2 separate regions of the Mus musculus genome follow, and region 1 is linked to region 2. The links are chromatin contacts, called in public promoter capture Hi-C maps. All regions are on one chromosome and are shown on one strand. Each heading gives the region's core, a stretch centred on a gene start, on an enhancer-like site or on the middle of the called end of the contact. The rest is flanking DNA. Distances are from core to core; before and after follow the strand shown.

Evidence for each region. Capture Hi-C pulls out chosen DNA fragments and counts their contacts.
Region 1: a contact with region 2 is called in a promoter capture Hi-C map of adipose tissue. The contact joins two enhancer-like sites. A contact is called at or near these places in 3 of 115 datasets of contacts at active chromatin or transcription factors (bone marrow-derived macrophages, embryonic stem cells and pancreatic cancer cells) and 3 of 9 other capture datasets (adipose tissue, liver and pancreatic islet).

Annotation. Positions count from the first base shown.
Region 1 is chr5:125,305,325-125,308,024 of GRCm38.p6, reverse strand. The region is part of intron 1 of Scarb1 (scavenger receptor class B, member 1); the gene reads left to right. It overlaps Gm32701 (a long non-coding RNA gene), which reads right to left. Exons shown (of 5, transcript XR_001784962.2): 2 at 1,876-2,428. Among named protein-coding and RNA genes, the nearest start is that of Gm32701, 3.4 kb to the right of the region's middle. Within about 2 kb of position 1,439, at least 22 of the 459 cell types and tissues checked have an H3K27ac peak or open chromatin away from gene starts, as enhancers often do. A contact at or near this core is called in adipose tissue and liver, where this site is marked.
Region 2 is chr5:125,133,674-125,136,373 of GRCm38.p6, reverse strand. The region is part of intron 1 of Ncor2 (nuclear receptor co-repressor 2); the gene reads left to right. Among named protein-coding and RNA genes, the nearest start is that of Ncor2, 44 kb to the left of the region's middle. Within about 2 kb of position 1,428, at least 222 of the 459 cell types and tissues checked have an H3K27ac peak or open chromatin away from gene starts, as enhancers often do. A contact at or near this core is called in adipose tissue and liver, where this site is marked.

The DNA of each region.
Region 1 (2,700 bases), core at 190-2,689, 170 kb before region 2:
AATCAGAAATCCTGGAGTTGGGGTGGAAATCATTTTGTACTGGAGAGGTTGCCCTGGGTGGCAGGCAGCATTTGGGAGCTGGTATTCGGGGTGTTGTCCCAGGTAGAGGCTCCGCAGAGCCATAGGGCACTGCACAGATATGATCTATGTTAGAAGTGCACACAAGTACCCGCTGGCTGCCCGGGCTGTGTACCTCACCCATGCCCTCACTTATTTAGCTTCAGCTTCCTATTGCAGTGTTCTGGGGAAGTATAGTCTACTTGACTTTACAGCTGACCTTTTAAAAATGATGGGTGCATTTCAGTTTCGGTATTCAATGGAGGGCGCAGCAAGATGGCTCAGTGGGTGAAGGCACTTGCTGCCAAGCCTAATGGCCTGAGTTCGATCCCTGGGGCCCATATGGTGGAAGGAGGGAGAACTGTCCTCTGACCTCCACACATGCACCCTGGCGTAAGCAAACCCACACACATACCCATATACACAAATAAGTAACTGCAGAGATTAAAAGAATATAAAAACCTTTATTGAGACACGCCAGCCTTGTTTATTCTGGAATTTCTCACAGTAGGACTCACAACGCCCTGTGCATATTTCCTTCTGTATTCTCTCCCCCAGTAGTATACTGAGTCCTTCCCCTTCCCCTCCCTTTTTCTTTTTGAGATGGTCTTACGTAGCCCAGGCTAGCCCTGAATTCACTATGTAGCTGAGGATGGCCTGGGACTCCTGCTCCTCCTGCCTGTGCTTCTGGAGGGCTGGGGTGGCAGAGGTGGGCACTGTGCCCACTTTGTTCAGGGCTGGGGATGGATCTAATTTAATCCACCAGGTCACACACACACGAGTGGAGCCATGAGCACCCGTGGGACTTGTCTCGTGTTGGCAGAGGCAGGTTGGTAATCTCCCAGCAGCTCCACAGATGTTTCCTAGAGTCTCGGTTTATAAACACTCCTGTCATGGGTGGACACGGAGCCCCGCACGCTTGCTCGGCAGGCCAGCCTTTGCTGGAACACCCTCCTGGGACCTTTTCCTGGCAAAGCCTGTTTTGTCTTTGTTTTGTCCTCTTGCTGTTGTGAAGCGGGTGATTGCCATGCAGCAAGGCTGGCCTCAGAAAGCCAGTCAACCCTCTGCCTTAGCTGCCTGAGCGCTAAAGTGACTGGCGTGTGCTCCAACAGCGTGCACCCCGAGAGCCAGCTCTTAATTTTTTTTTTTTTTTAGTTTTCCACCATGTGTTGATTTGGTTGTGGTGGTAGGGATTGAACCCAGGGCCTTGCACGGGCTGGGTAAGCTCTTTTCCACTGAGCTGCATCTATGTCTTCTCTTCTTTTAAATGTAAAATCGTTTATTCAGTCTTTGAGAACCACAACATTCATACAACGTATTTCAATGATACACGCTTGCTACTCCTCCCAGATCCCCCTACAGGCCACTCCTGATTTTATATCCATTTTGGTTTTGGTTTTGGTTTTGTTCACCCCTTCGAGACAGGATCTCACTAGATAGTGCTGGCTGGTCTTAAACTCACATAGATCCTTGTGCCTCTGCCTCCCAAGCGTTGGAAGTAAAGTCACGTGCCACCACAGCCAGTACTTTCTTCTTGTCTTTTCTTTTTCCCCCTTATTTACCCACTCAATCCAATTGCTGTGGCCCATATACATATTGTAGGGGCAGTTTTACACTGTGTGGCAGTAAGCAAAATAGTAGTTCTGGGGTCATGGGGGAACAGCACCCCCAGAGCCTGTCTCAGCCATTTGATTCTCAGCCAGATTTATAGTATCGGGCATGTTTTTCGTCCTATGGAGAAGGCCTTAAATCCAGTCAGAGAGTATTGGCTAAACCCATAATATCCGTGCCACTAATGCGTCCGTGGGCAGATCTTACCAGGCTGATAAGCTGCAGGGTAGTTTGCAGGAGTCACAGCTGCCTAAGGGTGCCAGGGTCTTGAAATGCCTCTCTGTTTTTGCCAGATGTTCAGGCTGTGGGTGACCAACGGAAGGTGCGGCAGGACATCTCTTAGGTGGACTCAGCAGGGGATTTTTCTTTCAGTGGGTCCCGAGGAGGACAGGCCAGACCCAGCCATGGCTTTCATGACTCCGGCCTTGCAGTACTCAAGGACAAACCCCAGGCCCAGAGAGCCAAGCTAGGCCTGAGAGAGTGTGGCCCAGTGTCCGCCTGCCTCGGAGTCTACTCTGACGTGGGGCTGGGCTTGACCTGCCAGTTCTGGCTTGCCACCTCCCCTGGAGCCTCTGCCTGTTGTTTCTGGCTGTTTGGGGACAGTGGGGTGGTTGTCTTTGTCCTGGCAGGTCGAGTTCAAAGTCAAAGCTGTTTGGCTTTTGGACACTGCTATCTCTGATGAGCTGGGGGTGGTGACTCTTAGCTCTGTGGCATTAGCAGAGGTCCCAGGTCAGGGAATGGTCCACCTCTTCCTCCTAGCCTTGGAGAAAATCAGTAGTTCTGTTTTGAGACAGAGTGTCTCATTCACTGTGTATCCCAGGCTGACCTCAAAGTTACCATCTAACTCCTTCAGTGTCCCAAGTGCTAGGATGACAGCCCTGCATGACTGGACCCAGGGCTGCCTGCACACTAGGCAATCACTAAGCCCCGCCCCCGGTCCTGCTTACTGTCTTCTGTCCCTCACTGCTGGTGACTCAAGAATCATCCTCTTCCCTCTCCCTGCTCCTCAGTACATCACACAGCACTGGCTCT
Region 2 (2,700 bases), core at 179-2,678:
GCTAGGGGGTCACAGATGTTCTACCTGTGCCCTGACAGTTTGCTCAGCTGTGCCTGCAGCATCTGCACACAGCCTCTTGGGTATTGTCACTTGGTGTCTAGAGGCAGTACCCCAGGCTTGTTCCTAGACTGAGGGGGTTGGCTTAGAGTGGTGTGTGTGTGTGTGTGTGTGTGTATGGATAGATGTATATGTGTGTGATATATGTGTAGAGTATATATGTGGTGTATGTATATACATGTGTTTGTGTGTGGTATATGTGTGCAGTGTGTGTGTGTGTGTGTGTATGGATAGATGTGTATGTGTGTGATATATGTGTAGAGTATATATGTGGTGTATTTATATACATGTGTTTGTGTGTGGTATATGTGTGCAGTGTGTGTGTGTGTATGGATAGATGTGTATGTGTGTGATATATGTGTAGAGTATATATGTGGTGTATGTATATACATATGTTTGTGTGTGGTATATGTGTGCAGTGTGTGTGTGTGTGTATGGATAGATGTGTATGTGTGTGATATATATGTAGAGTATATATGTGGTGTATGTATATACATGTGTTTGTGTGTGGTATATGTGTGCAGTGTGTGTGTGTATATGGATAGATGTGTATGTATGTGATATATGTGTAGAGTATATATGTGGTGTATGTATATACATGTGTTTGTGTGTGGTATATGTGTGCAGTGTGTGTGTGTGTGTATGTATGTGTGTGAGGTATGAGTTTGGGTATTTATGTGTAGGGTGTGTGTGTGTGTGTGTGATGCATGAATGAATGTATGTGGTGTGTGTGTGTGTGTGTGTGTGTGTGTGTGTGTGTGTGTATGTCTTGTATGTAGAGGCAGGACCCTGCTTCCTCAGACTGGCCAGACTGATGACCTGTGGCACTCACTGTGGGAAACCGGGGCATCCTTTGTGTTTACTGGGTGCCCAGCTCCTGGGAGAAGTCATGGAGATGGGGTTGGAAAGGAGGGGTCTTTATTTAGGTGTGGGTGTAATGGCCACTTTTGCCTGGGGCAGAGGCTATGAACATTCACTGGCCTCACTTGACCCTAGAATCATCCTGTTCTGTAAGTAGCTCCCCGAAAGACACAGAAAGACCTAGAAGATAGTGTGAAGGGGATAGTTTTTGTGTCATTCCGCCTTCAGGGTGCTGGTGCTTAGGGGATTATCCCGCTTCCTCCCCGGAAGGCCATGTTCTTCTCCTTGGCTCAGGGTAGCCCTGAGCAGCTCTGGGAGGCCCACTTCCCAGGCACAGCTTTCTCCTTGGCGCAGACACTTCCCAGGCTGCCCGCCCTGTTCTGGAAGACCGGGGGTGGCTTCTCCTGCCACTTGGAGCCAGAAGACCCGCCCCCTGCCTCCAGTCCTGCTTTGACAATGCGTCCTTTGTCCCCTGGTCCAGCCTCCTCCCAGCTCCCAGCAGAGTGCCTCTGCCTATGATGTCATGCCCCTTTCAGTCAGGTCCCAGGCCGGTGGCCGGGGTGGAGGCCTGCAGACTAGGAACCACTGACCTGTTCCTTACTATGACTGGGCTACCCTGAACCCTTCAAGGTCAGGGTCAATGTTCTCTCATGTGTGAGTGAGTGTGTGAGTATGTGTGTGTGTGTGTGTGTGTGTGTGTGTGTGTGTGAGAGAGAGAGAGAGAGAGAGAGAGAGAGATCCCATTTACAGAGCAACACACAGGTCCCAGCTGGGTCCTTGGCTTTGCCTTTTTCTCTCCTCTCCCGAGCCACCTCCAGCTTCTTCGCCTGTGAGTGGATGAGTCACGGAGCTGGCCTCTCCCAAGAGCCTTGGGCGTGAGACCCTGGCTTCCTGCCAATCAGAGGGGCCTCTTGGGCCAGGACCATGCCCCTAGGTGTCCCTGCGTGTGGCTTCATGCTTGGCCTCTCTGGCTACATGGAGACTCCATAGGGTCTAGCCGTGGGCTTGAGGGAGCCTTAGACTCAGATCGGGTTTAATTTAGAGCACACAGGGGTCTGCTCAAGTCTGGCTACCCCAGATCCTGTGACAGCATTTAGAAATTAGGTCTTGCAGGGTGACTGCAGATAGAATCACCGTGCATTTCCTGGGTGGTCACCATCCTTCTACAGTGCCATGATAATCAGGAGAGAGTCTCAGGAAGGAGGCCAGAATGGGCCAACATAGCCATAGTAAGGACCCCTGGACTTGCTGAGGGTGGAAGAGGCTTTCAATCTGCCCTGGAACCCTGAGAACAGCCTACCAGGCCTCCGTAGCTGAGGCAGAATCCATTTCTGTGTTTTGAAGGACCTACCTTGTGGTTTTTATAGCAATTTAGGGAAGACTTGGCCTGGAACGCAGTACCTGGGGTAGGCTCACTTGGGCTCTCCACCTGCCTGCTGTGTGACCTTGGACACTTTACTCAGCCTCTCTGCACCTCTCTCTGCACCTGTACAGTGTTTCAGATGGGATCTCAGGCCAGGCTGTCAGATGACTGGGTAGGACGCCAGCAGAGCCTGATGAGAGTCAGACACAGGGCTGGCTACCAAGATGGCAGGAGCTGTTCACGTTGGTCTGTCACCATGGCAACCACTTAGGCCCTGAGATGGAAACGGTATTGCCCTGTAGAAAGAGTCTCTTCCTCCACCGTGTCACATGGAGCTGTGGCAGGCACACAGATGGAGAATAAAAGCAGAGAGGCCTGTAGGATGTTTTCTTGCCCACCTTCACCAGGGGCTGGGTGGT